2 separate regions of the Tachysurus vachellii genome follow, and region 1 is linked to region 2. The links are chromatin contacts, called in public Hi-C maps. All regions are on one chromosome and are shown on one strand. Each heading gives the region's core, a stretch centred on a gene start, on an enhancer-like site or on the middle of the called end of the contact. The rest is flanking DNA. Distances are from core to core; before and after follow the strand shown. Region 1 holds the start of LOC132847642 (ATP-binding cassette sub-family E member 1-like). Region 2 holds the start of si:dkey-27h10.2.

What was found. A called contact is a pair of places that touch in the nucleus more often than the background predicts.
Region 1: a contact with region 2 is called in a Hi-C map of muscle, with 5 times the contacts expected there. The contact joins the promoter of LOC132847642 here to the promoter of si:dkey-27h10.2 in region 2. A contact is called at or near these places in 2 of 3 Hi-C or Micro-C datasets (blood and muscle).

Annotation. Positions count from the first base shown.
Region 1 is chr6:26,084,724-26,090,034 of HZAU_Pvac_v1, reverse strand. It overlaps LOC132847642 (ATP-binding cassette sub-family E member 1-like), which reads right to left and starts at 3,813. Exons shown (of 18, transcript XM_060873120.1): 1 at 3,755-3,813; 2 at 1,755-1,921. The coding sequence starts at 1,857.
Region 2 is chr6:25,934,788-25,940,890 of HZAU_Pvac_v1, reverse strand. si:dkey-27h10.2 reads left to right here and starts at 1,630. Exons shown (of 11, transcript XM_060873116.1): 1 at 1,630-1,782; 2 at 1,991-2,338; 3 at 2,800-2,853; 4 at 2,972-3,022; 5 at 5,170-5,187; 6 at 5,337-5,419; 7 at 5,594-5,684; 8 at 5,779-5,853. The coding sequence starts at 1,740.

The DNA of each region.
Region 1 (5,311 bases), core at 2,564-5,063, 150 kb before region 2:
TAGGGGGCAAGCTGCCACTTCTGGGCCCTTCAACAAGGCCCTTAACCCTTTCTGGTCCAGGGCCACTCTATCATAGCTGACCCTGTGCTCTGACCCCAAAAGCCAGTAGTTTAGAAGAAAGAAGTTCACTGTGCTGTAATGTACAGTGGTGTGAAAAAGTGTTTTTTTTTTTGCACATTTGTCACACTTTAGTGTTTCAGATCATCAAACAAATTTAAATATTAGTCAAAGATAACACAAGTAAACACAACATGCAGTTTTTAAATGAAGGGTTTTATTATTAAGGAAAAAAGGAAAATCCAAACCTACATGGCCCAGTGTGAAAAAGTGCTTGCTCACCACAGTGAGAGCCATTATCCACAAATGGCGAAAAAATGGAACAGTGGTGAACCTTTCCAGGAGTGGCCGGAAAACCAAAATTACCCCAAAAGTGCATCGTCGACTCATCCAATATGTCACAAACAGACTCCACAACAACATCCAAAGAACTGCAGGCCTCACTTGCCTCAGTTAAGGTCAGTGTTCATGACTCCACCATAAGAAAGAGACTGGGCAAAAATGGCCTGCATGGCAGAGTTCCAAGAGGAAACCTGCTGCTGAGGAAGGAGAACATAAAGGCTAATCTCTGATTTGCCAGAAAACATCTTGATTATCCCCAAGACTTTTGGGAAAATACTCTGTGGACTGACAAGACAAAAGTTTAACTTTTTGGAAGGTGTGTGTTCCATTACATCTGGAGTAAAAGTAACACCGCATTTCAGAACAAGAACATCATACCAACAGTAAAATATGGTGGTGGTGGTAGTGTGATAGTCTGTGGATGTTTTGCTGCTTTGCCATCTGTTCATGACCTCAAGCTGAAGCGAACTTGGGTTCTGCAGCAGGACAATGATCCAAAACACACCAGAAAGTCCACCTCTGAATGAATGAAGAAAAACAAAATGAAGACTTGAGTGGCCTAGTCAAAGTCCTGACCTGAATCCTATTGAGATGCTGTGGCATGACCTTAAAAAGCTGGTTCATGCTTGAAAACCCTCCAATGTGGCTGAATTACAACAATTCTGCAAAGATGAGTGGACCAAAATTCCTCCACAGCGCTGTAACAGACTCATTGCAAGTTATCACAAACGCTTGATTGCAGTTCTGGTTTCTAAAGGTGGCCCAAGCAGTTATTAGGTTTATGGGGCAAACACTTTTTCACACAGGGCCACATAGGTTTGGATTTTGTTTTCCCTTAATAATAAAAACCTTCATTTAAAAAACAGGAAGGGGCCAACACTTTTTCACACCACAGTATATGTGACAAAATAAAGGCATCTATTCTATATACCATTTCCACATTGTTAAATTAGATTAGATTGCATATATGTTACAAAATATATCATTAGTTATATACATTAGCTTTATATTATATAAATAATATTTGAGTAAAAACATTTATAGTTTATAGATTCAGACTAAAACTTGACTTTATGTCATTTTTGGCTGGCCTAGTTTCTCACATCCTGTGGAAACAACCTGTTTGACAGATTTAGGCAGTGGGAGGTCAGCCCTAGAAAGAAGATCTATGTAATTAACTTGCTTGTTTAGATTCTTTCACATAAGCCATGTCTCCTGTGCATGTAGACATCATAGTGTCATTCTTGTTTTAAGCAAATGTTAATACCTTAGCATTAATTTCATTTGAAGCCAGAAAGAGAAAAACAGATGCTTGGTTACTTTTCCACTAGAGTCACAGCTTCCTCTGTTCTTACCCATTCGGACCACCGGGCAGCTCTTCTTGCACTCCTGCTTGCATTTCTTTGGCTTGCATTTATCTTCTTTCACGATGGCGATCCGAATCGGCTTTTCAGACATTCTTTCTGGATCTTGTTAGGAAAGGGCCAAATGGAGCCGTTCCCGGATCTTAGCACAAGGTATACTGCAGAAACAGAGACGGAAGGCTACGTTTTAACATCACCACAACAGCCACAAAGTCTTTAACTGCACATGTTTATATGGGACATATTTTAAAAAACCGTGACGTGACAGCTTTCTAAATAATAACCCGAGCAGAAAAAGAACTTCATTCACTATACTAGTCCCGCTAGGACTTCCTGATTTTGCAACTGCAGAAATTAATGCAAACCAATATTACAGTTTTTCAAATTGCTCATTTTTTTTTAAAAATTATCGTCAATGACGTTAACACGTATTTAGCCAGAATTCCTCGTTGATTCACGTAGCTTTTCATTGTCCTGTCGCATTGTACCGTTAGCTTATAGTTACATTTGGACAAAATGATGTGTAGGTAATCATTCCGTGAGAAATCGACACAATTTTCTACTTGTAGAGTTCGTTATGGGATTTCAGAAACACAATTCAATTATCTGCTACAGAAAACATGCATAATACAGGTTAATTAGCATGGTTTCATACATTGTACAGGTTAATTAGCATAGTTTCATGCATAGTACAGGTTAATTAGCATGGTTTCATGCATAGTACAGGTTAATTAGCATAGTTTCATGCATAGTACAGGTTAATTAGCATGGTTTCATACATTGTACAGGTTAATTAGCATAGTTTCATGCATAGTACAGGTTAATTAGCATAGTGTAAAGGTTAATTAGCATAATTTCATGCATAGTACAGGTAAATTAGCATAGTTTCACATAGTGTAAAGGTTAATTAGCATAATTTCATGCATAGTACATGTTAATTAGTATAGTTTCATGCATAGTAAAGATTAATTGGTATATTTTCTTGCATGGTACAGGTTAATTAGCATAATGTACGGGTTAATTAGCATAGTGTACAGGTTAATTAGCATAGTGTACAAGTTAATTAGTATACTTTCATGCATAGTACAGGTTAATTAGCATAGTTTCATGCATAGTACAAGTTAATTAGCATATTGTACAGGTTAATTAGCATAGTTTCATGCATAGTACAAGTTAATTAGCATATTGTACAGGTTAATTAGCATAGTTTCATGCATAATACAGGTTAATTAGCATAGTGTCATGCATAGTACAAGTTAATTAGCAAAGTGTACAGGTTAATTTGCATAGTACACAGGCTAAATAGCATAGTTTCATGCATAATACAGGTTAATTAGCATAGTGTCATGAATAGTACAGGTTAATTAGCATACTAGTTTCATGCATAGTACAGGTTAATTAGCATAGTTTCATGCATACTGTAGTACAGGTTAATTAGCATAGTTTCATGCATAATACAGGTTAATTAGCATAGTGTCATGCATAGTACATGTTAATTAGCATAGTTTTATGCATAGTACAGTTTAATTAGCATAGTGTACAGGTTAATTAGCATATTTTCATGCATAGTACAGGTTAATTAGCATAGAGTTCAGGCTAATTAACATGTTGTACAGGTTAATTAGCATATTAATACACACGTTGATGATGTAAAGAGCGCAAGGTCGAGAACGCATACATTTAGAGCACTAACGAATTTTTGGCGTTCCATAATACCAACTGACAGCTGTCAGGTAACAAAATGAGCTTGTATGCAGTCACCTTTACAATCTCTACTAATTCCTCCGAATGTTGTATAATCGATCATTTTTAATAATTCCTCACAACTTGGTTGTGGATATTTATTAGCAGCTACCTGACGTTAGCCAACTAGCCTCAGCGCGTCATTTATACATCTAATTTGCGCTGATCTGTGGACAAGATTTAAATCGACAACATGGAAAACACAAGAATGTTTATGTGTTTAATCTTAATTACACACACAAACTCACCCTTGGCTCTTCACCACGTCCTGCTTTAGATAAGCACGACTACGTTGCAAATAAAAAACGGTTTATTTCCCACCCATATTTCGGTAATAAGTATCTCCCCCCTTTTGTGTGATTGGCTGCTTGTATCCACATGCGGTTGGATAGAGAAAACATGCATATTAGACTTTTACACAGAACTCTTTCTTCTCAGTATGAAAGACCTGAATGTTAAACACGCCTGATAATATATCTTTCTTAAAACACTGTTATTTATTTCAGATCTTTTCCCAAGTTAGTCACGACTTCTCATCTTGTCCAATTACCAGACTGCTGCCATGAACCAATAGCCAATCATAGAGAGGGAGGCGGGATCTGTCGAATATGGATAGGATAAAAATAAAGCAGAATATAACGGTTGGTACGGAACCTGATGGAAAGCCGTAAGGGTCAAAAACTCCTAAGAAGAGAGTAAAAGTAATAAGAGAAGAATTCTAGGTGAAATACATATTAGATTGTTTAATATGAAAATAAAATCCAGTGATCACATACACATGATCATGGACAGGGGTCAACGTTAGCTCAAATCATTTCAGTAAAAATAAATAAAAATGATTATGCAAGATGTTCCTCAGTTTAAAGTTACAGAATGCAAATATAAGGAGTCTTTAAAAAGCAATATGTAAACTAAGACATGATTTTTTTTTTTATCAGAAAGGATTTTTTGCTTTGATTTGGTTTGCCATTGTTTCATGTTCCACTAGATGTCAGTATATATACACACAGGAGACATAACCTAGCCAAAGGATGTTGGGGTTCTCTTTAGAGGATGGACAGGATTAGGAACGAGCACATCAGAGGTAACAGCTCAGGTTGGCTGTTTTGGGTTCAAGGACAAGAGACTAGATTGAGATGGTTTGGACATGTACAGAGGAGAGAGATGGTTATATTGGTAGAAGGATGTTGGAGATGGAGCTGCCAGGTAAGAGGTCAAGAGGAAAGACAAAGAGGAGACATACAGATGTGTTGAAAGAGGATATGAAGGTAACTGGTGTGAGAGTAGAGGATGACGAGGATAGAGTTAGGTGGAAACAGAGGATATCGTTGTGGTGACCTCTAACGGGAAAAGCCGAAATAAGAAGAAGAAGAAGTAGAAGAAGAAGAAGAGAACCAAGCCATTCATCAGCATTTATTCATTTCAGTCTTGTTGACTATCAGAAAACTTTCTTTGACGTTTTTTTGTTTGTTTATTTGTTTTAATGACTGCGGAAATGCACTCAAACGTTCTATATCCTCAAAATGATTTATAATGTCTGCCTCATAAAAAGTGAAGTTTAATGGAATTGGAAAGCACATTGACTCCTAAAGCAATCTGCATATGATTCTTACAGACATTTATAGCATATTGAAGACATCTGTAAACCGAGATGCAATAAATTCTAATAATATATGAGCGTGATCTGATTGCAGCAGTTTTCCTCAGGTTTATGACAGAACAGCTTTCAGGTTTTATTTTATTCACAGCATTTGGTAGACGGTCAATTTTGGTTAACACTATTATTTAAGGTTACGTTACCATAT
Region 2 (6,103 bases), core at 381-2,880:
AAATGTCATTGGCGTATCACTGGTGCAAGAAAACAGGGATTGCTTTTGGCTAAAAGACACTAACTAAATGTCAATCAGGATACAGCAATCGTAACACAAATCATTTACGGTTGTGACTGAACACAAGCCGCTTGTAACCATATGCACAAAGCCTCTTCATGCTGCCCCACCCAGGCTGTAGCTAATACTAATCAAAACACAAGGATATAACTACAGCATCGTGTATCGTACTGGGAAAAAAATTATTCTGTCTGACACTCTCAGCCGTCTGCCAAACCCTGAAAATAATGAAGACATTGAGCTGGATGAACGCATTGATGGATTGGATACAGAATATGAAGACCCTGAGCCTTATACTGTTGCAATTGTAAACTCTCAGAACAAACAGAAAGTTTACAGAACAGAGACTGCAAATGAGAGAAAGCTCAGTGCATTAAAAGAAATCATCCATCAGGGCTGGCCAGATAAACTTCAAGAGCTGCCGAAAGACCTGCACAGTTATTGGCCTTTTCGAGACGAGGTGGCCCTGATGTATTTTGATGTATGGACAGTGATTTGCTCTTCGGCAGACCCAACAACACACTCCTAACAAGTGGCACAGAACTATGTATACTGGAACATAAACAGCACCTGGATAAAGAGAACACATCATGATCGATGTAGTGGAAGAGACTTGCCCCCACTGTTTCTTAGACAGTGTGTTGCACAAGGAGAGGAAAACATGGCACCCAGGGATTGTTGTGTAAAAATGCAAGGAGCCAAAATGCTATCTGATTCAAATACCAAACGGAAACACAATTCAAATCTGTGCTGAGTAAACATGTTCTTAACTAAACTACAGGTCGTCTGGTAATACTCGCAAGCTTTCTTCCTTATATCATCTCAGGGAGTTTTCACTCACCACCGTCACCTCAGGCTTGCTACAGTAATTAGTTATAGATGTTGGAGATAAATATGTAACTTTATTTTAAACTCGAACATTTTTTTATTCTGTTTCTTTACTTCTGTTTAACTGCTTTAAGACAATGTGAATTGTTAAAAGTGCTAAACAAATGAATTGAATTGAATTAAATTGAATTGTGGGATGTTCCTGATACAGTGATCCAGTTATATCACAGTGATACAGTTAATGCTAACGCTAATGCTAAAATGGGTATCCTGGGTATTATATTCACTATAACCTTGATCTATAGTTTTCAAGGCATTGAAACGTTTTCCTAAGCAGTATGATGACTAGTATCATCATTCAGTATACTTTTAGTATTTCTATACTCTATTTCATCACTTCCTGAAAATATCTGACATGCAAAAATATACGCATCCTTTCTCATGTATGTCTGAACGGCATTATTTTCACAGATAAGACATAAAGGTGCCTGTTTTGCAAGGTGGACATTACAGATCTGCTCTTTTTGCTGTAAATATGTTTCTCAATCAAAGCATGCAATATCATCATCATAGCATACTTAAATTTGTGCAAATAGGGCAAAGGATTACATTCACTATAAAATAATATTGTGAATTATTTTTAAAGTAACGTGTTTATAACACTTCTCTAAAATTTTAAAACAGCTTGACTAAATGGGTGCAACTTCCTTTTTAACAAACATTTAAGCAACCACTATAACATCCTGTGGAGGAGGCTTGTGTCAGGTTATGTTGGCCACTAATTTGACACACACACTTACATACACACACACACTCAAGCTCATGCATAGACAGCCAGCCAGCCTGAGAGCATGAAGAAAATGAGTGTCACCTTTTATGTTCTTACAATCTTTGGTAAGTATGGTAATTATTATAACATAACAATGCATCTGTTGATGGTTTAGAATGACTATATGTAATAAATATTTTCACTGTAAAAAAACAAAACTTAATTTGTGATTATCAAGTGATTAATTGTTAGGATTTTATACAAGCCATACATTTGTTTTTGTATACTTCTCAATATGAGTTATCTCTGATCAGTGCTGTTCATGTCACACAGGAACCCTGCTGGTTCCAATGGTTTCTATGGGTGAGGACACAAGCTCTGACATCCAGGACACGAGCTCTGGCATCCAAAACAAGAGCTCTGACATCCAGAACACAAGCTCTGTCATCCAGAACAAGAGCTCTGACATCCAGAACACGAGCTCTGACATCCAGAACACAAGCTCTGACATCCAGAACACAAGCTCTGACATCCAGAACACAAGCTCTGAGACCCAAAACACGAGCTTTGTTAATAAAAGTCACTCAGAGGATGTGGACAATGTAACAAATGCATTTGATCCTAACATAACCAAAGCTGAAAACTCTACGGCCTTAAGCACTCAGGTGCCACCAACGAAAGGTAATGTTCAATGAGTCTTCTTTAAAAAAGAAAGAAAGAAAGAAAGAAAGAAAGAAAGAAAGAAAGAAAGAAAGAAAGAAATGTTGGTTAGAAATTAACTTCCTTTTTAACACCCATTTGTGAGGGGTTTGGTTTACAAGTCATTGAATTGGTTTACAAGTCATTAAAAAATCAAGGTTGTTGGTTTATATATATATATATATATATATATATATATATATATATATATATATATATATATATATATATATTTTTTTTTTTTTTTCTACCAATTTTTGCTACATGGGTTATTTAACAGTTATTTTGCCTGAAGGAAGTTAATTAGATAATATCATTTAATTATATTATAATATCATTTCTTTATTTTAAATATATTTTAAATATATTTTTATTACATACAGAAACTTGTATTGATTCCATGGTATCTGTTTCTCACATTGAATTGTTTAATTCTCTTCCAGAATACCCATCAAACAATCCATCTGATGTTGATATAACAACCAAGAAAACAGGAGGTAAAGATGATTACATTCATATCTGCATCCATATGTACAAACAAATGATATCTGTATTACTGACTTCGCCACCAACACACAGATTTTACAACACATAAAATATCTGCTTATTTATCAGATGTGAACAGAACTACAATGAAAAGCACCACCACCAAAGAGCCTAATGAAGGTAGGTGAATGTATTTATTTAATCATGTAGTGCATAGCAATTTACACTGTTAAACATGAGATTCTTTGGGGTTTTTCATCCCAAATCAGACCTTTTCTACCTCCCCAAAAAATGATCCTAAGTAGAGCCCTTGGAGAGTAATGAACCTTTAATATTAAAAAGCTTTAATAATTCAAAGAATGCGTAAGCTGTAATGACTGCCATTACTTTATGGAGTTTTATATCTGTGTAGGAAATGAGAGGTGAGATGGTTTAAATGACGGTTTAGAAAAAATCAAATACTTTTGGATTTCTAAAGAGTTTTATTCCTAACACATCTTATTGTTTTTTTTGTGTAAATAAATGTATAATACTGTAAATACTTAAATATTGTATTTGAATACGTCTAGAGTCTTATGTAGTATTATTTAATAATAATAATAATAATAATAATAATAATAATAATAATAATAATAATAATAATGGGGGCACGGTGGCTTAGTGGTTAGCACGTTTGCCTCACACCTCCAAGGTTGGGGGTTTGATTCCCGCCTCCGCCTTGTGTGTGTGGAGTTTGCATGTTCTCCCCGTGCCTCGGGGGTTTCCTCCGGGTACTCCGGTTTCCTCCCCTGGTCCAAAGACATGCATGGTAGGTTGATTGGCATGTCTGGAAAATTGCCTGTAGTGTGTGATTGCGTGAGTGAATGAGAGTGTGTGTGTGCCCTGTGATGGGTTGGCACTCCGTCCAGGGTGCATCCTGCCTTGATGCCCGATGACGCCTGAGATAGGCACAGGCTCCCCGTGACCCGAGTTAGTAGTTCGGTAGTAGTTCGGATAAGCGGTAGAAAATGAATGAATGAATGAATGAATGAATGAATGAATAATAATCATCATCATCAAATAAATAAATAAATAAATAAATAAATAAATGGGATTTTTACAAGGATCCCTTGACTTATTCTATATCAAGAACCATTTTAAGGTTCCACATATGTACAATGTACAAGTACATTTTTTTAGCTTTTCTATAGAAAAAAGATTTTAGCTTTTCTCCTTTACTGAGTGCAGCATGCCATGACAATCATGCATGTTGCGTTTCGATTTGTGATGCAAGACTTGTGACGATAGCCTCTGTCATAGTGCTTAACCTGTAAGTACTAATACACTTAGGCACATGCTGGAAGAGGAAAATAATCAGTGATAGTTTGGTACTTTTACTACCCAAAAGTTACTTTGTTTCCTATAACAAAACATTCTAAAATGTTTTATTCCCCTGATACTACAGCAATTTGACTATTTGTTTTATTATGTGATTAATAGATTATTATTATTTTTTTTTTATTTTTTATCAGATGTGTTTGTTAATCTTGGGGATGTTATAAGGTTGTAGACTAAAGACACACAACCTAATACAAAGAGCTGATATCTCCATCCTCTGTAGATGCGTAATACATTTTTAAAGACCCTTCACCCTTAGGTATTATGAAGTATTAAGTTTTACAGTTTAGTCATACTTTAACTTAATATATATTTAACAATATGGGGTTAAATACATAATAATTGATGTGTAGCTTCATCTTACTGATGCAGTTTTCCCCCATTCATTTGTATTGACACCTATAATTATTCATTCATTCATCTTCTACCGCTTATCCGAACTACCTCGGGTCACGGGGAGCCTGTGCCTATCTCAGGCATCATCGGGCATCAAGGCAGGATACACCCTGGACGGAGTGCCAACCCATCGCAGGGCACAAACACACTCTCATTCACTCACGCAATCACACACTAGGGACAATTTTCCAGAGATGCCAATCAACCTACCATGCATGTCTTTGGACCGGGGGAGGAAACCCCCGAGGCACGGGGAGAACATGCAAACTCCACACACACAAGGTGGAGGCGGGAATCGAACCCCGACCCTGGAGGTGTGAGGCGAACGTGCTAACCACTAAGCCACCGTGCCTTATTGTTGTTGTTGTTGTTGTTGATTTAATTTTTAAACAATTCATTATGCTCCATTATGTCCCTGTATCTGCAATATTTAAGCCTTTTGTGATTCTCAGTTCCATTTAAACTCTTCATTCTTTATTCACAGTATAAAACAAATAAATATGTCTTAAAGGTAATAACTGGTTGTAACCTTTTATTTTCTGACGCTGGTTTAGAATCACCAAGATCATCAGGTAAAGATTTACATTTTATTAAACACCTAAACTAACAAAATCTATTTTGATTCCTTAGTCAAACGATCGACTCAAGTAAATAAGTTAGAATCAATTTAGCAATACAGAGAATTGTGAGATTTATATATTTTTTTTTTCCTTTCTTTCAGTGTATATCTTTGTCTTGCTCTTTGTCATTTTGGCCGTTGCTGTTCTTGGCATCATCTTCTTCTGTGTTAAAAGTAATCGCAAGGTAAGAAACCTTTAAAAGCCACAACCTATCATTGCCATGTGTTACTGTTTATTTTACTTCTTCTTAGCAGCACCAGGTTATTCTGACTCCTGACATGATTTCATCTGCTATTTTATTTTTTATGTTGTCTGAATAGAGTGAACATGTACTCATATTAATATTCTTGCCTTTCAGAGGTTCTCTGTAGATATACATGACAAACATGAGGATGCTCAGATTCCACTTGCCTCAGTAGAGCAGGAAATGTGTGAAAGCTCATCTAAAGGTTCATCTGCCCACTACATTATACACTATAGCTTCAACACCTCAGCCAATAAACATCACTGTACTGATATCTATCTATCTCTTATTTTATTCAGGTGCAGACATGAAAACATTTACCACTGAGGAATCTTCACCGACTGACAACATAGAGGAGACTGAAGAACAAAAAGGTATTCAAAACAAGCATGCTGTTATTGGAAAATAATCAAATAGATGATGCTTATTACATAATACTAATACTAATAATACTAATACTAATACTAATAATAATGACAATAATAATTATTATCATTATTATTATTATTATTATTATTATTATTATTATTATTATTATCATTATCATTATCATTGTTATAATGATAATGATAATGATAATAATAATAATAATAATAATAATAATAATAATAATAATAATAATAA